Linked DNA regions of Mus musculus: region 2 is linked to region 1. A link is a contact called in public HiChIP or PLAC-seq data. All regions are on one chromosome and are shown on one strand. Each heading gives the region's core, a stretch centred on a gene start, on an enhancer-like site or on the middle of the called end of the contact. The rest is flanking DNA. Distances are from core to core; before and after follow the strand shown.

What was found. HiChIP or PLAC-seq counts read pairs in DNA pulled down with a chosen protein or histone mark.
Region 2: a contact with region 1 is called in a CTCF HiChIP or PLAC-seq map of CD8 T cells, with 6 read pairs. The contact joins the promoter of Defb47 here to the enhancer-like site in region 1. A contact is called at or near these places in 4 of 39 promoter capture datasets (3T3-L1-derived adipocytes, cranial neural crest, liver and 1 more), 1 of 15 datasets of contacts at CTCF or cohesin (CD8 T cells) and 1 of 115 datasets of contacts at active chromatin or transcription factors (embryonic fibroblasts).

What each region holds. Positions count from the first base shown.
Region 1 is chr14:62,937,394-62,944,784 of GRCm38.p6, forward strand. Wdfy2 (WD repeat and FYVE domain containing 2) reads left to right here. Exons shown (of 12, transcript NM_175546.4): 7 at 6,628-6,754. Among named protein-coding and RNA genes, the nearest start is that of Defb48, 43 kb to the right of the region's middle. Within about 2 kb of position 3,513, at least 152 of the 459 cell types and tissues checked have an H3K27ac peak or open chromatin away from gene starts, as enhancers often do. A contact at or near this core is called in 3T3-L1-derived adipocytes and CD8 T cells, where this site is marked.
Region 2 is chr14:62,994,175-63,001,565 of GRCm38.p6, forward strand. Defb47 (defensin beta 47) reads left to right here and starts at 3,903. Exons shown (of 2, transcript NM_001039125.2): 1 at 3,903-3,985; 2 at 6,711-6,986. The coding sequence starts at 3,928. The coding sequence ends at 6,892.

The DNA of each region.
Region 1 (7,391 bases), core at 2,263-4,762:
GAAGGTTGTTATCTCACGTGAGAGCAAATGTAGCAGTCAAGGTGCTTCGTACAGAAGGGAGCTGCACCAGTTGGCACAGCACAGCTACCTTGAAGGCTCAGTTTACAGGGTTAAGCTCTTCCTGTGTAGGGGCCTCCTCTTCTGTGCCTGTGCAGTCCCAGATTTGGCCAGATACCAATCCTAGAAGAGGCTTTTAAATAACGATCAAACAGAGACCAAAGTAAGATCCATTAGGGTAAGGAGGTGTCTCTTCCATCCGTGTCTCAGGAGGTCCTCGGTGTCTGTAGATGGGGCCATTGTCATTCACCCCAACATTCTTCTTCGTGCGGAGCCATGGCCATTTGCTCCATGGTTTTCTTTTCTTTCAGGGCAGCCCTGAGCATTGTTCCCATTGTTCTCCTTCATGGGGAGCCCTGGCCTTGGATCTGTTGTTCTGACTGATGAGGAGCGCTGGCCATTGGCTCCGTGTGTTCTCTACTGGGGTAGAAAGTCAACTGGGAATGTGGACTGGGGCACGATCAGCCCACCTCTACAGCAATATCAGTGGAGATCTGGGGAAGGAATTTTGTGTTCTTAGCCCCCTCTGCTGGTTTTGTTTTGTTTTTCCTGGAGCTAAAAGTCAAATATCAGGATTCTTTTTTAAAGTAGTTTCTTGATACACACTTCTACTAAAAACCTCTAAATTTGAGCTGAACAAATCGGTAAATCCTATTTTGACCACTGTAAGTTTGACCATCAGCAACATCTTCTTTATTTGTGTAATTTAGCTTTGTAAGGTAAGGTCTTACTGTACAGCTCAGGCTAGTCTCAAACTCATAGCAATGCTCTTGCCTCTGCCTCCCAAGTGTGCTGGAATTACTGGTGTGAACCACCACGCCCAATCCAAGAAGTGCTCTGATGAACATGGACAAATGAGAAACAGGAGGGTTTGAATTTAATCCATCAAAGCCTTCTGGTCACAGGTTCAGTCCTATTTACTCACTGTTAAGGAGAATCCAAAGGAATAGTGTTGACTACAATAAAAGCAACTGAGCAAGCCAAGAAATTCCTATGTGAATGTGTGTCTTCAAACTGTTACATTGAGAACTTTAGCTTTAGCTAAATGGGCACTTGCACCCATCTTTCTGTGAGGTCTGACTCTGTGTGTAGATTGCCCCTGAGCTGACCAGCATCAGCTTGCTCTCTGAGGTCAGTAAAAGAAGTGTAATCCTTACCTTTACTCCCCTTCAGACCAACCTGGAATCCCATCAGACAAACAGTTGCGGATAATTCATCAAGATTATGTGGGCGGAAGTGCCGTGAAGCCCTGATACAGCCCATGGGCTGCTTGCAAGCAGTAAGGGAGCCTCTTTAGTGCAGTCGGAGAGAAGCTTGCAGGGCAGTGGAGTTAATGGCACCTAAAGGAGTGGAGGTGGATCGGGTCTTAACCACTGGAGATGGCTCAGCAGTTAAGAGCGCTGACTGCTCTTCCAGAGGACCCAGGTTCAATCCCCAGCCATCTGTAACTCTACTTCCAAGAGATCCAATGCCCTCTTCTGGGCTTTATAGGCATCAGGCATGCACATGGTGTATATGCAGACAAAACACCCACACATACATTTAATAAATTTAAACAGGAAGAGAGGGGCCCCTAGAAGGGGAGTTCACAAGTTCTCCTCAATTCAGCCTGGAGTGTAATGTACTGACTTTGATGAATTTTTTTTTTTTTAATTTAAGAAGCACTGTGGTCTGAGTACTGGCTCAGGCCCTCTGTAAGCTAATTATTAGCCTGCCCAACTTACTGTGAGGAAGTTACCTGTCACGCTTTGGCAAAGGCAGACCCAGCAGCTTCTAACTCTGAGTTCAGTTTTGCAAGGCTTTTGTATATGTCTCAAAAATATTACCAAAACAAGCATTTTGGTAACAGGTATCAGGTTTCTAAAACCATTTAGCCTCTGGCCCAGTTCTACATTTGCCATTCTTGTCTATGAAACAATAAAAATGTGGAGCAAGGGGTGGCATTACATAGCTACCCAGGAGGCTACAGCAGGGGAGTTACTTAGCCAGAGCTGGAGGCCAGCATGAGCCCTGTTGTTAAAAAAAAATAATAATAATAGTAAAGAAAGGCCAGAGAGATGTCTACACAGCAGCTAAGCCTGCTGCTCTCGAAGAGGACTAGAGCTGGAATCTCAGCACTCGCAGTAAGAGGCCTATGACACCTGTAACTTCATCTTCAGGAATCTGGCACCCCCTTGTGGCCCCCACAGGCACCTGCATGAAGGTACTCACGTACATTGTAAAAGATGAAAAAAATGAAAAAATATGGATAGCTATTAAAATGCTTATTTTAGCAAATTTATAATATTCAGTTTAATATAAACAAATGTAAATATTCAGATAGCATTTAGGTAAATCCAGTAAGTAAGCAATAATGCAACATGCATGCATGGTATAGGATATGACTCCACCAGTAACAATTATATTCATAAAACATGTGTAACATGGGCTGGAGAGATGGCTCAGGGGTTAAGAGCACTGACTGCTCTTCCAAGGCCCTGAGTTCAATTCCCAGCAACCACGTGGTGGCTCAAAACCATCAGTAAGGGGTTCTGATGCCCTCTTCTGGTGTATCTGAAGACAGCTACAGTGTACTTATATAAATAAAAATAAATCTTTTTAAAAATCTGTGTAACACAGATTTTACCATTTTAACCCTTGCGGTGTTTTGTGTTTGTTTTGCACTGCTAGAGTTTGCTCTGTGGGCTGTGTGCATGCTAGGCAGGTGTTCTGCCCCTGACTGCATCCCTGCTAGTTTCCTCCGCTGTTAAGCATACAATAGTTCAGGGAAGTGTTTCTGTAGTTACCTAGCTTCATGAAGAGTCCATCATCCACTGAGTCTCTGTTGATGAATCTTTTCAAGCCATTCTTTCTCACAGTGCCCACAGTGGTCTAAATCTGTTGTAGTTTAAGAATCTGAGCTGCTCATCTTCACGTTTTATAGGAAATAAAAAAAATCTGTCACTGCCTTGTTTTCCTGAGTGTAGTGGCTTCACTAGTGAAGAGGCCTCTTCATATTCCCTGGCATCTAATACTGAAAGGGTCAACTGGGTGAAGGCCTCACGTCAGCAACACTGCTTCCTCAAGGGAAGGTGTCTCGGCCCTGCCTCATCTGCTGGGAAGACAGCCAAGGGCGTTCATTTCCACTCCCTGTTATTCAGCTGCTGGCTCATCTGCCGATGCGTACTGAATATCTGTGCAATCCAGGCCGGGTTGTTTATACTGAGGACACCATGGACAAGCCCAGGCTCTGGCCTCTCGGAGTCTCTGGTCTATGAAGTAATAGCCACTCTAGGGGAAGATAGTCTGTGAGCCATGAGCGCGCTGACGGGAAGGACCTGGGATTTAGGTGAGGCTTGCTGTGGGCTAGAGAACTGTTTTGTACTTTCATTCATTTGCACTGCATCCTGCCCTGGCCTGTGCTTGGCTGCTGTAGGGGGAAGACGGAGTGGGTAAGGGCGAGGATGTGGTTGACCACACGTTGCTGGGGGAACTGAGGTTAATCGTGAACAGGGCTGTATGCAAGCAGAATGCAGTGCAGTGGGGGAGAGGCTGGTTAGCAAACCCACAGCAATGAGTGCAAAGGGACTTTCTGTGATCTTAAGAGTCTTTTGGGACAGTTAGCAAACTTTCCTAGATGCCTCCAAGGCACAAGACCTTATTAAAGCAAGATGGCCACTTTTAAAGTGTCAGCGTCCAAAAAACATGAAGCTATTTAATCTTCTCCAAGTATTTTTTAGTAATATTATTGAAAAATGAGTGTTTCTGACATTCCTAGGTATTTGTTGGCTATGTGTTCATTTTATATAGAAAATTTATTTCTGTGTCCGTATTTGAGGAATTTGATTTGTCAGGAGATTGCTGGAGAAGAAACTGTCATACTATTAGGTAGCCACACTAGAGCACCTACCGCGTAGTCCTACGTAATTGATCCAGTCCATTCTCATACAATATCCCAGTGGTTCCATCATCCCCTCTTCATACGTGAGGGGTGGCTAGTTTCCTCTCTGTTGCTAAAACACTGACTTATGAGAGGAAAGTGTTTATTTAGGTTAGATTCAGGTCACAGTCCATCATTGAAGGAAGTCAGGGCAGGAACCCAAGCATAAGTCTGAAGCAGAAACAATGGAGCAGGGCTGCTTGCTGGCTTGCTTGCTTGCTGGCTTGCTTACTGACTCATGGTCAGCACTATCTCTAGTCAGGTCGTCCTGAGATAGTGTCACCCACCATGGGCTAGGTCCCCTGCTTCAACAAACCAGAGACTCCCCCACTGACATGCCCACGCACCAGTTCAATCTAGACAACCTTCACTTGAGGTGTCTCTCCTCTCAGATGACTCTAGACCAGTGTTTCTCAACTTCCTAATGCTGTGACCCTTTAATACAGTTCCTCATGCTGTGGTGACCCCAACCATAAAATTATTTTTGTTGCTACTTAATAACTCTAATCTTGCTACTGTTATGAATTATAATATAAATAATCTGATACGCAGGATATCTGATAAGCTACCCCTATGAAAGGGTCATTTGACCCCAAAAGGGTCATGATTCACAGGTTGAGAACCACTGTTCTAGGCTGTGTCAAGTAGACAGTTAAAGCTACATAGGACAAGGATACTAGCATTTAGAATATAATTGATTTATAAAGCATTTGGAACCTTGAAGTCCCAAATTTCTACCTCTGATGTTGTCCCTAATTATACCTAATACTCAAATATAAAAACACATCACAGTATTCTCAAATAAAGACGTGCAATTAACCAGTGTCATCTTCCTGCTGGTAGAATGGTGTGCTGGCCTAGTGTGATGTCAGCCTCACACAAGCCAGAGTTGTTTTGAAAAAGTCTCAATTGAGAAAATGCCCACACCAGATTGACCTGTGGTTCATTTTCTTGATTGGTTATTAATGTGGGAGGGTCCTGCTCATTGTGTGCAATGCCACCCCTCTGCTGGAGACTTTTTATGCTATAAGAAAACAGACTTACTAAGCAAGCCATGAGGTGCAGGTCAGTGAGCAAGCCCTCCTCCATGATTTCTGCTTCAGTTTCTGCCTCCAGATTCCTGCCAAGTTTTGAGTCCTGTCCTGACTTCCCTCAATGATGGACCATTAGCTGGACGTGGAAGATGGTAGAGCCCACCCCTTCCCATTTTGCTTTTAGGTCATGGTCATGTTGGTGTATCACAACAACAGAAGCGTTAGCTAAGACAAACGGTATTCATAAATAGGAGCGAGCAGGGTAGCAGTGGGGAAGGGCATTGCACACTGGTAGGAGAATTGTAGATTGTTTCAGCCTTTATAGAAGGCATTAGGGAGGGTCTTCAGAAAATTAAAGTTTACTTCTAGGCACAATGGCACATGCCTATAATCCTAGAATGCAGGCCCCAGAGGCAGGAGGATCACCAAAAGATTGAGGCCAGGATAGGCTACATAGTAACACCCTGTCTCAAAACAAATGAACAAAAAAGAAAATTTACTAGGCTACTAGGGTTATATTTAAATAAAATGGAGCCTATATACCAAGCATAGTTGCCCCTTTTGTTGTAGAGTTCCTCACACCTCATATCACTAAGAAATGAGAACAGACAACCTAATGTATGATGAATGCATAAAGGAAATGTTAATGTACACACATGATGGAGCTATCATGCAGTGTATAAATGGATGAAATTTGTCAACCACATTGGATGAGCTAGATGACATTATGTTAAGTGAAATAAGCCAGACACAGGAAGAAATACCACATGATCTCACATGGAATTTTAAGAAGTTGGCCTCATAGAAGTAATGGATAGAGCAGTGGTCCCCAGTTGGTCAGTGGCTAAGTTGTGGTTAAGAAGAGTAAATTCAGCCGGGCGTGGTGGCACACGCCTTTAATCCCAGCACTCAGGAGGCAGAGGCAGGCGGATTTCTGAGTTCGAGGCCAGCCTGGTCTACAGAGTGAGTTCCAGGACAGCCAGGGCTATATAGAGAAACCCTGTCTCAAAAAAAAAGAAGAAGAGTAAATTCTGGTGTTTTGTTGCACATAGGGTAACTGTTATTAACAGGACAGTATTGTATATCCCCAAAATAGCTGGGAAGGGTTTTGAGAATACCATCACTGATGAATGTTTGATGAGATGAATATACTAACTACTCCTTTGGTTTGCGCCTTAGATGATGTATACATAAGTTAAAACATCACACTGTACCCCATAAATATGTAGTTACTATATGTCAAGAAAGGAAGAGATCTAATTGAGCATTTGAATTCTCGTTTTCTTCCCATTTGTTATTGCCAGGCTAAGAGCAGGTACTAGTTAAGAAAACAGTTAAGACTTTCAAATAGTGTGGTCTTTCCCTTCGTAGGATTGCACCAGTGAGTTGTCCCCTGGTGGGGAGTACTGATTTTATGATACATTACAATGGATGTAGATGCTTAAAGATTTGGCTTTTTATTTTAGGGAGCAGTTTTTCCTTTCTGGGGCTTTCTCACCCACTCATTTAACAAATGCTTTTGTTCAGGGACTGTGTGGGTCCTGATACCTTCACGCTCCCATTTTGTGGCAAGGCTGTTGTTCTGTGGCTAACACCTGGCTGTGTCTGTTCTCTTAGGAGGGGTGACAGCACTCTGCTGGGACCCGGTGCAGCGCGTGCTATTCTCAGGCAGTTCCGATCACTCTGTCATCATGTGGGACATCGGTGGGAGAAAAGGCACGGCCATCGAACTCCAAGGACACAAGTAAGGCTGCTGCTAGTCCTCCATGATGTCTCTCAGCAGCCTCCCAGCTGAGGCAGAGCAAAGGCACAGGGCAGGATGCTGGCAGAACCTCTGCACCAGAAGGTGCAGGATAGGAACATGGTAACAGCCACCTTGAGTCCATGTGCACAAGGCAGGGAGCTATAGCTGCCTCAAGCCAGTGGGAGTGCTTCTGAACTCTCAAGGGGAAAATGGCTGCGAGTAAATAAAAAGCAAAAAAATAAATAAATAAGACCACAGAGAGTGTAAGTGAGTGTTTGACAGTGAGGTAAGACATTATAGCGTACAAGCGAGGAAGCCTGTAAAATCTGTACAGTCCAGGCTTCCTGGCGGCTGGAGGAGGGCAGAGTTGATACCATGCATACTATATTGTAAAATTCGACCAACACCTGATTCCAACCTGCCCTACATAGTTGGGTTAGACCAGTTGGCCTTGTGTTGGCCAGCAAGCATATAGCCAGGCGTGACAACTGTGAGGGTGGACGGTAACAAGTGCGTGACAGCTGCTTACTCTGGAGATGTGGTGTTTCTTCTCAGCTTAAGCTCGAGATTGCCTCTTCCTTAACAATTCCTGGTTTTCCTTCCCTGCCCCAGGATGTCTAGTGCCCCAGAATTAATG
Region 2 (7,391 bases), core at 2,653-5,152, 57 kb after region 1:
GGAGAAAGAGAGGAAGAGAGAGAGAGAAGGGGGAGGGGAGGAAAGGGGAGGGGAGAAAAAGGGGAGGGGAGAAAAAGGGGAGGGGAGGGGAGGGGAGGGGAGGGGAGGGGAGGGGAGGGGAGGGGAGGGGAGGGGAGGGGAGAGGAGAGGAGAGGAGAGGAGAGGAGAGGAGAGGAGAGGAGAGGAGAGGAGAGGAGAGGAGAGGAGAGTGCAAGCAGATGGGGAAGACGAATAAAGTTCAGGATATAAGATACAACCCTGCCCTTATCACCTCCAGCAGGAGGCCACTAGATGATCTTGTCCTTGCCTCAGTCCCCTTTCCTCCTTTATGGGTGCTGTTTGACAGGATGATGTGTGGATTTGTTCCGAGTGTAGAATCTGTTTGCATCCCAAGGAGATGGAAATGACAGGGCTCCACGCTATGCAATGTCCAAGGTTTAGTAGCAAAAGAGGCATTTTACACAAGTACCTAATGTTACAGCAATTTTTATGAGTCTGCATGACATGTTACAAATGAAGTTCTGCCAATCTAAGGATTTAATATATTCAGCTGCACACCTAAACATAAACAAGGTATGTGAGCTGAGGGGGACAGCGACTATCCACACCCTTGTGCCATAGACTGGAACTAACTACAGCTCAAGCGATTGTTCCTCAGCTCGCTCCTGAATTCTCTCAGTATGCCCAGACCCAAGCCTGGCTCTGAGTGTTCCAAGATCCCTGCACAGCCGTTATGACGCAGCCATGGTAGGAAGCATGAGACATTGAGATGGAGAGACACTCGGAGATTCAGCACGGTGGCCATCTCCCTCAGCCTTACATGCTATGACGAACCTTCTTGCTTCCATGGGACAGCCTAATAATCAAAAGGTAACCTGCATTTACAGTAGTTGGCCAATGAAGAGCCACAAAGCCCAAGAATCAATCAATTTAGATTTCAATTAGCTTCTACCTAGCACTTCAACACTTCAAAGGACCTTTTCTTTTAAACACTACACTTCAAATTATTTCCCAGTCTACATTCTAAATAAAAAAGAGGCTATTGTGTGAGTGTTCTTCTCATCTATGAAGTAATTTTCTGTATGAACCACAGAAAGTTAAATCAATTTAATGCAGTGGAGCAAAGATAACTTTTTGCAGCATGGAGCAGAGGAGCAATCACACACACACACACACACACACACACACACACACACACACATACACACATACACACACACACACACACACACACACACACATACACACACACACACACACACACACACACAATGATGGGATGACCTCCATCTCCTACTGAGCATGGACAGCAACCTAAGTGCTAGCTCAGAAACAGTAAACTCCTGAGAGAGAACGGAAGAGAATTTAACAAGCTGGATAGACAATGTGTTTGTTTGTTTGTTTGTTTGTTGTTTTGTTTTGATCACACTCCAGAAGCCAGGGCAAGGCAGTGAAAATATACAGATGGACTAACAGCAAACTATCAAGAATCCTTCTCGTGGGAGGAAGCAATCAGCAGAACAAAGGGACAAACTACTGACTGCGAGAAAATGTTTGCACACCATTTATCTGATGCGGAATTGATATTCAGAATATATTGGGAACTCAGTATACAATGAGAAAAATCTAATTTTTCTTAAAAAAATAAAATTATTTGAATAGACCTTTCTCAAAAGAAAGCATACAAATAGTCGAGAAGTATATGGAAAAAATTCTAAGTGCCCAGAAAATGCAAGTTATGTCCATATTAAGGCATCCTGTCACCACAGTTGGGGTGGCTATTATCAAAAAGTATATATATATAAACCCCACAAAAGCCAGTGACACTGTGGAGATGGGGAGGAACTCACACAAAGCCAGTGGGGATAGAGATCAGTGCAGCCAGGGAAGGGAGCAGAGTGAGGCTGCTCAGAGTTACCAACAGAACCACGGGATCCAGCAGTCGCACAACTAGAAGGAAATGCAATGGTATTTTCAAGATCCGTCTACACTCCATGTGTTCATTGGAACACGATTCACATTAGGAAAGAAACAGAGCACACCTACTTACCTATCTTTGGAGGGATGGAGAGAATGTGATATCCTGATCACGAATATAATACAATAGCATCCAGTCATTTAAAATGGATGAGATTCTCCCGCTGTCAGGAATGTGGGTAGGGCAGGAGGTTAGTTACAGTGTTCTGTGAAGCCAAGCACAGGAGACAAACACATCCTCCCACTCTGTGTGCTCCTCTCCTTGATGTACACACTCCCCTAACCTGGCAACTTATCCCAGTGAGCTCCCCTCTCATGCAGCCCTTGAAAGGTGTCTGGACATTGTTTTCATCTGTGACACCGTGGGTAGAATCAGGAAACATATGAAGTGAGATCAACCAGGCAGAGAAATGCAGATGCAGCGTGCCCTCACTCGTTAGGGAAGCTTAAAGAAGCTGACAATGAGAGGAGAGTGGACTAGCCATCAGCTGGAGCAGGGATGGGTGACGTGAGAACGTGGAGAAAGGTGCCAAGACACAGACAGTACCAGTGAGAGGAAGAAGCGCAGGAGAGAAAGGTCAGCAGGCACTACTTCTAATATATATTTCTTGATATTTGAGAATGTCATACACATATTAAAATACAATGTGTTTTAGTCATATTCACCACTATTCTTCCCTCTAACTACTCCCAGACCCTCCTCTCCTCTCTGCCCCTCCCCTTCCTACCTACTCCCAACTTTGTGTATCTTTTGTTGTTGTTGCAAGACAGGTCCATAGGCACAATAGTGTTAAAAACATTAGAGGGCTATCCATAGTTTTCTGCTCTGATTTAAAGCCCACTCCTAAGAAGAGAACACAAGCAGTGCTGTAAATCTGGCCAGAGACCCAGAGTTGGGGAGCTCATGGGTTCCAGTAGTAAACCTACTGCAATCATTCGATGAAACTACCGAAGTATCGATCATATCGTCCTCTAAATATGCATCTCTCTACCCATAGATTAGAGCAGCTTTCAGACCTAAACTCACAACTGGTCAAAGTGTGGAGAATAACTGACTATGAAATGTCAGTCACAATTAAGACATCTGTATCACACACACACACATTCACCACGCTCAGGAAGCATTGAAGAAAAGAAGGTAAGATTCTAAGAGACAGAAGTCAGGAGACAGCAGAGCAAAACAATCTCTTCTGGATATGACAGTAACTGTCCTGATGAACTCACAACATCTGTGATCAGCCTGCATAAGACCTGCACCAGATCAAGCCAGTTAATATTTCAGCACAAAGGGCTCGCAAGCTCCCCACATCTGAGAAGCTATGGACAACTTCTGGGAGAGGAAGAGTTGTTGTTGTTGTTGTTGTTTTTTTCCAAATACATGGCCCTGGTAGGTGGACCATGCTCTAGTGGACAATCTCACGCCACGAGCATACAAGGCAGCACAAAGGGAACTCAGTGGGTTATTAGAACAAGATGTGTAACGTCTAATCATACAGTTCAAAACACTAGCGGGGAAGTGCTTGGCCATGTTTGAGGGAGGAAGGTTGCCAATTATCCTAATTTGACCATTACATGCCGTGTACATGGAGCTGATTACAACACTGCTCTCAGCAAACAGGTGTAATTGTTATATGGCATGTAAAAAATTTAATCATGAACTGTGTTTTCCAAAAAAAAGAACTGGCTGACGGTGAACGGTAGTACCACTGGTGAAACTGAGAACACACAGGAAGGAGAAGGACACCATTAACCATCTGGTTCTCTATTATTAGGTTAATTTGTCACCAAATTTAGAAACCCTAAGGTTTGGAAATACTCCCACAAAAGCAGTTTTCCTTCTTTGCAGGTTAAGCTTCACTGGTCAGGAGGAACCACGGGCCCCCAGAAGTGAATAAAAACCCCCGAGCCTCACCAGCACCGACCACCTTCCACACTGCTGGCCACTCGACCATGCGATCCCGTTCCTTCCTGCCTGTCCTCTTCCTCTTTGTGATGATGATGCTGAGAGGTAAGGTGGGAAATGACTTCAGGAGCAGGACTTCTTAGGAGGTCTACTGGGGTGCACACGTGTGCTTTCTCCCCCAATAACTCAGATGTCAGGACATAGACTTGAGTGTCCCAAAGTCCAACACCTTCAGAACTGATGGCATCCCAATTGAGAAAGGAATCAAGGACCCCCATCAACATAAAATGGGGACAAAGAACCCCACCACGGAGAGGAGAAGCCCAATTAATAGAAATAGAGAGAAAAGCTACTTGATGTAAGGCTTAAGTTGGTATACTTTAAAAGAAATGGGCTACCGTCAGCATCTCACTCTCCAAAGAGAGTAAAGATTAGTTTATATCGCTGAGGGGATGGAGGTATACAGAGTTGATTGGTGAGAAGTGTATGTAAGTACTAGAAACAAATGAAAAACAGGGGAGCAGGGGGATTATGGGGAAAGTAAAGACAACGGGAAGCTTCAGTGAAGGCCGCGTCCCTGAGACCCACAGTTCATGCATCTGAATGTTAGAATCTAGAATCAAGGGCAAACCACACCAGCCCTCTCTGACTGTTCCATGCAGAACCTGGTGAGAACCTTATACAAATCTTTTCCCCACTACTTTTTAGAAGAAAGGGGGCTTGCTGGGTATACTTCAGGAGCAGAGGACTGGACAGTAGTGAAAGCCCGGCTCACCACCTGCAGGATGCCCACATCTCTCAAACTACTGTCTGTCCTCACTGAGAGAGCCCTTCTTGGTTCATCTCTGAGATTCTTTTGAGCACAGCCAAAGGCTCCCACTAGTGAACTTGAGTCTAGTTTATGAGCATCCTCATTATCTACCTGGCACATAGCTGTGCTCTCACAAAGGAGACGATCCAATCCTCCATTCACTTCTCAGCTGTAGTCAGAAAGTTTGGCTGCAGTGGACAGACTTGCAGGGACCTGTGATGTAAAATAGGAAGTTACGCTAGTGGCCGCTCTGGATAACAGAACTCATACTTACATGAAGACTATGGTTGTACTAAGATCACCCATGTGGTTGCAGCACTAAACCACATTTCCCTTCCTCTGGGTCCTTGTTATTTTCACCAGTCCACACAGACATAAAAATGCTAACTGGTTTCTACCAGACTTTCCCCTCTAGACCTCAGACTTTCCCCTCTAGACCTCTTAAGTAGTTTCTCTGAGGAAACTACGGAGGGTTTGTGTGTGTGTGTGTGTGTGTGTGTGTGTGTGTGTGTGTGTGTGTGTGTGTGTGTTTGGTTGTTGTTGTTGTTTTGGGGGGGTTGTTTTTTGGTTTTTGGTTTTTGGTTTTTGTTTTGTTTTTTGTTTTTGTTTTTGTTTTGCCATGTATGACAGCATTGAAGAACCAGGGATGCTACTAAGGATGTGAAATGAAATAGGTATGTTATTCCACTTATACAAGGATCTAAAATAAAAGAATAGGTAGTACAAATGGTGGTTATCAGGCCCGGGAGGTGAGGGTGGGAGAAGAAGGACTGGAGAGTTTGATATAAAAATCCAGTTAAACCATTTAATGAATACGTTTTATAGGTGAATTCTAAAACCTCATGTCTTTAGCTCTTAAAAAGGTGAAGAGGTTGGGCCTTATGGTAAGGCTTCTTATCATAATAAAAAGAGTAAGGAGAGGCTGTTTAGGACAAGGAGAGAGCTAGCCTCCTGCAGAGGTCACAGGGAACTCAGAGAGAGACCTGCATTGCAAGTCAGGATCCCTGGCCCCTCCAGAGCAAGCAAGCCTTCCTTTGCTCCTCTCAAACGGGTTACACTGTGAGGATGGAGTAAATCAAAGTCCCGCAGGTCCTCAGTGGAGGGGAGCATGTGACATGACCAGGTCTTTTGTGAGCCCAAGACAGGAAAAGATCAAAGAATCTTACTTTTATTTTTTATTGTTTAAGAATTTAATGCACACATATAATATCTTTTGATCAAACCCACCCCCTAATCCCTCTTTCCAATCTTCTATCCCCCCCACCTTTTTTTCCCTCTCCTAACATCATGAGCTTTGTTTTAAAACCACCGAGTCTACTTTTACTGAGGACCATTGCAGAAGCCTGTCATCACCTGTGGAAGTCATGAACCTTCTTGGTGCTAGAAAGGCACTGACATGTGGCCTTAGCTATGCTCTCCTTAACAGCCAAAAGAACTAAGAAAACATGTGGACATACTTGAGGAAAACTTGCAGCTCTGAGAAGTCTCTCCAAGCATGTAGACACAAAAGACGTGGAGTAACTCAATAAGCATGTTTCTTACACAGTTCTGAAGGGGGGGGGGGTGGAAGCAGAAGAAAGGACTGATTTTCTATAAAGTTGGAGATGAGAGCATCTGCATCTGATGAGGATGCTGTGAGCACGGGATGAGTCCTGCTGTTCAAACTGCTCCTGGGTAGATGTATTGATGCTTGTCCGCTGAAGTTCCAAAGACGCCTTCTCCATCATGGTAACAGTAATACTCCATGCATTCAAAGTGTGCTGCTAGGAGGAGGACCACATCTCTGAAACCTCACAAGTTAGCACGCTCACTCCAAGGTGTATCTAATCCCAAACGCTTAACGCACCCCCCCCATTGCCAAAAAAGAGGGTACACTATTTCTGTGTAAGCATTTGGGCTCTCTGTGTAGTCAGTATTATGTCTCCCATTCCAGAGCCATTTTCTAGGATTGTGGCTTTGGGCACATTTACAGTACTTTGAAAGTGAATTAACAGTGTTGTCTAATTCCTTTCTGTGCAGGAAAGGCTGGCCTTGTCCCAGGGGAAAAGCAGTGCATTTCGTTGAAAGGAATATGCAAAGACCTAGCGTGCACATCCTCAGACGATACTATTGGCGTATGTAACGACGTGAAGAAGTGTTGTAGGAAGTGGTGGGTGTTTGAACCCTACCCAACACCCGTTCCCAAAGGAAAGTCTCCTTAGAGGGAAGAACATGATAAGCCCTTCAAACTCCAGAAAACATGGACGAGCTCTGCAGAGTTCTGCTTACTACACTCACCTTCTCCCTTGCCTGCAAATAAATATCCTGCGTCCGTACTTCCTGGTCACTGCAAGCCTTTTAAAAATCTACCAGAAATTAGTAATGGGTAGAAGTTTATCAATCATGTGACCTGACTGACAGTGCTCCTGAGAGTTAGACTAGGGTCCTTACTCCCTCTCCCAAACACAACTTCAAATGGCATGATCTAAATTCTTAAAATCTAAAACAATTACATTTATCTTTAACATCTATCTCAAAAGATAAAAAAAAATCTTAAAGAATAATTCTGGAAGAAAATAACTTTAAAATTTCCCTACATCTCTTAACATAAAGGAGTAGTTGATCTGTGTAATTTTAAAACATGACAGAACATCTTTTAGGCTAGAATATATAATAACACACATGGTTTTGCATGGTAATAATGTTTGCACAGGTATAACA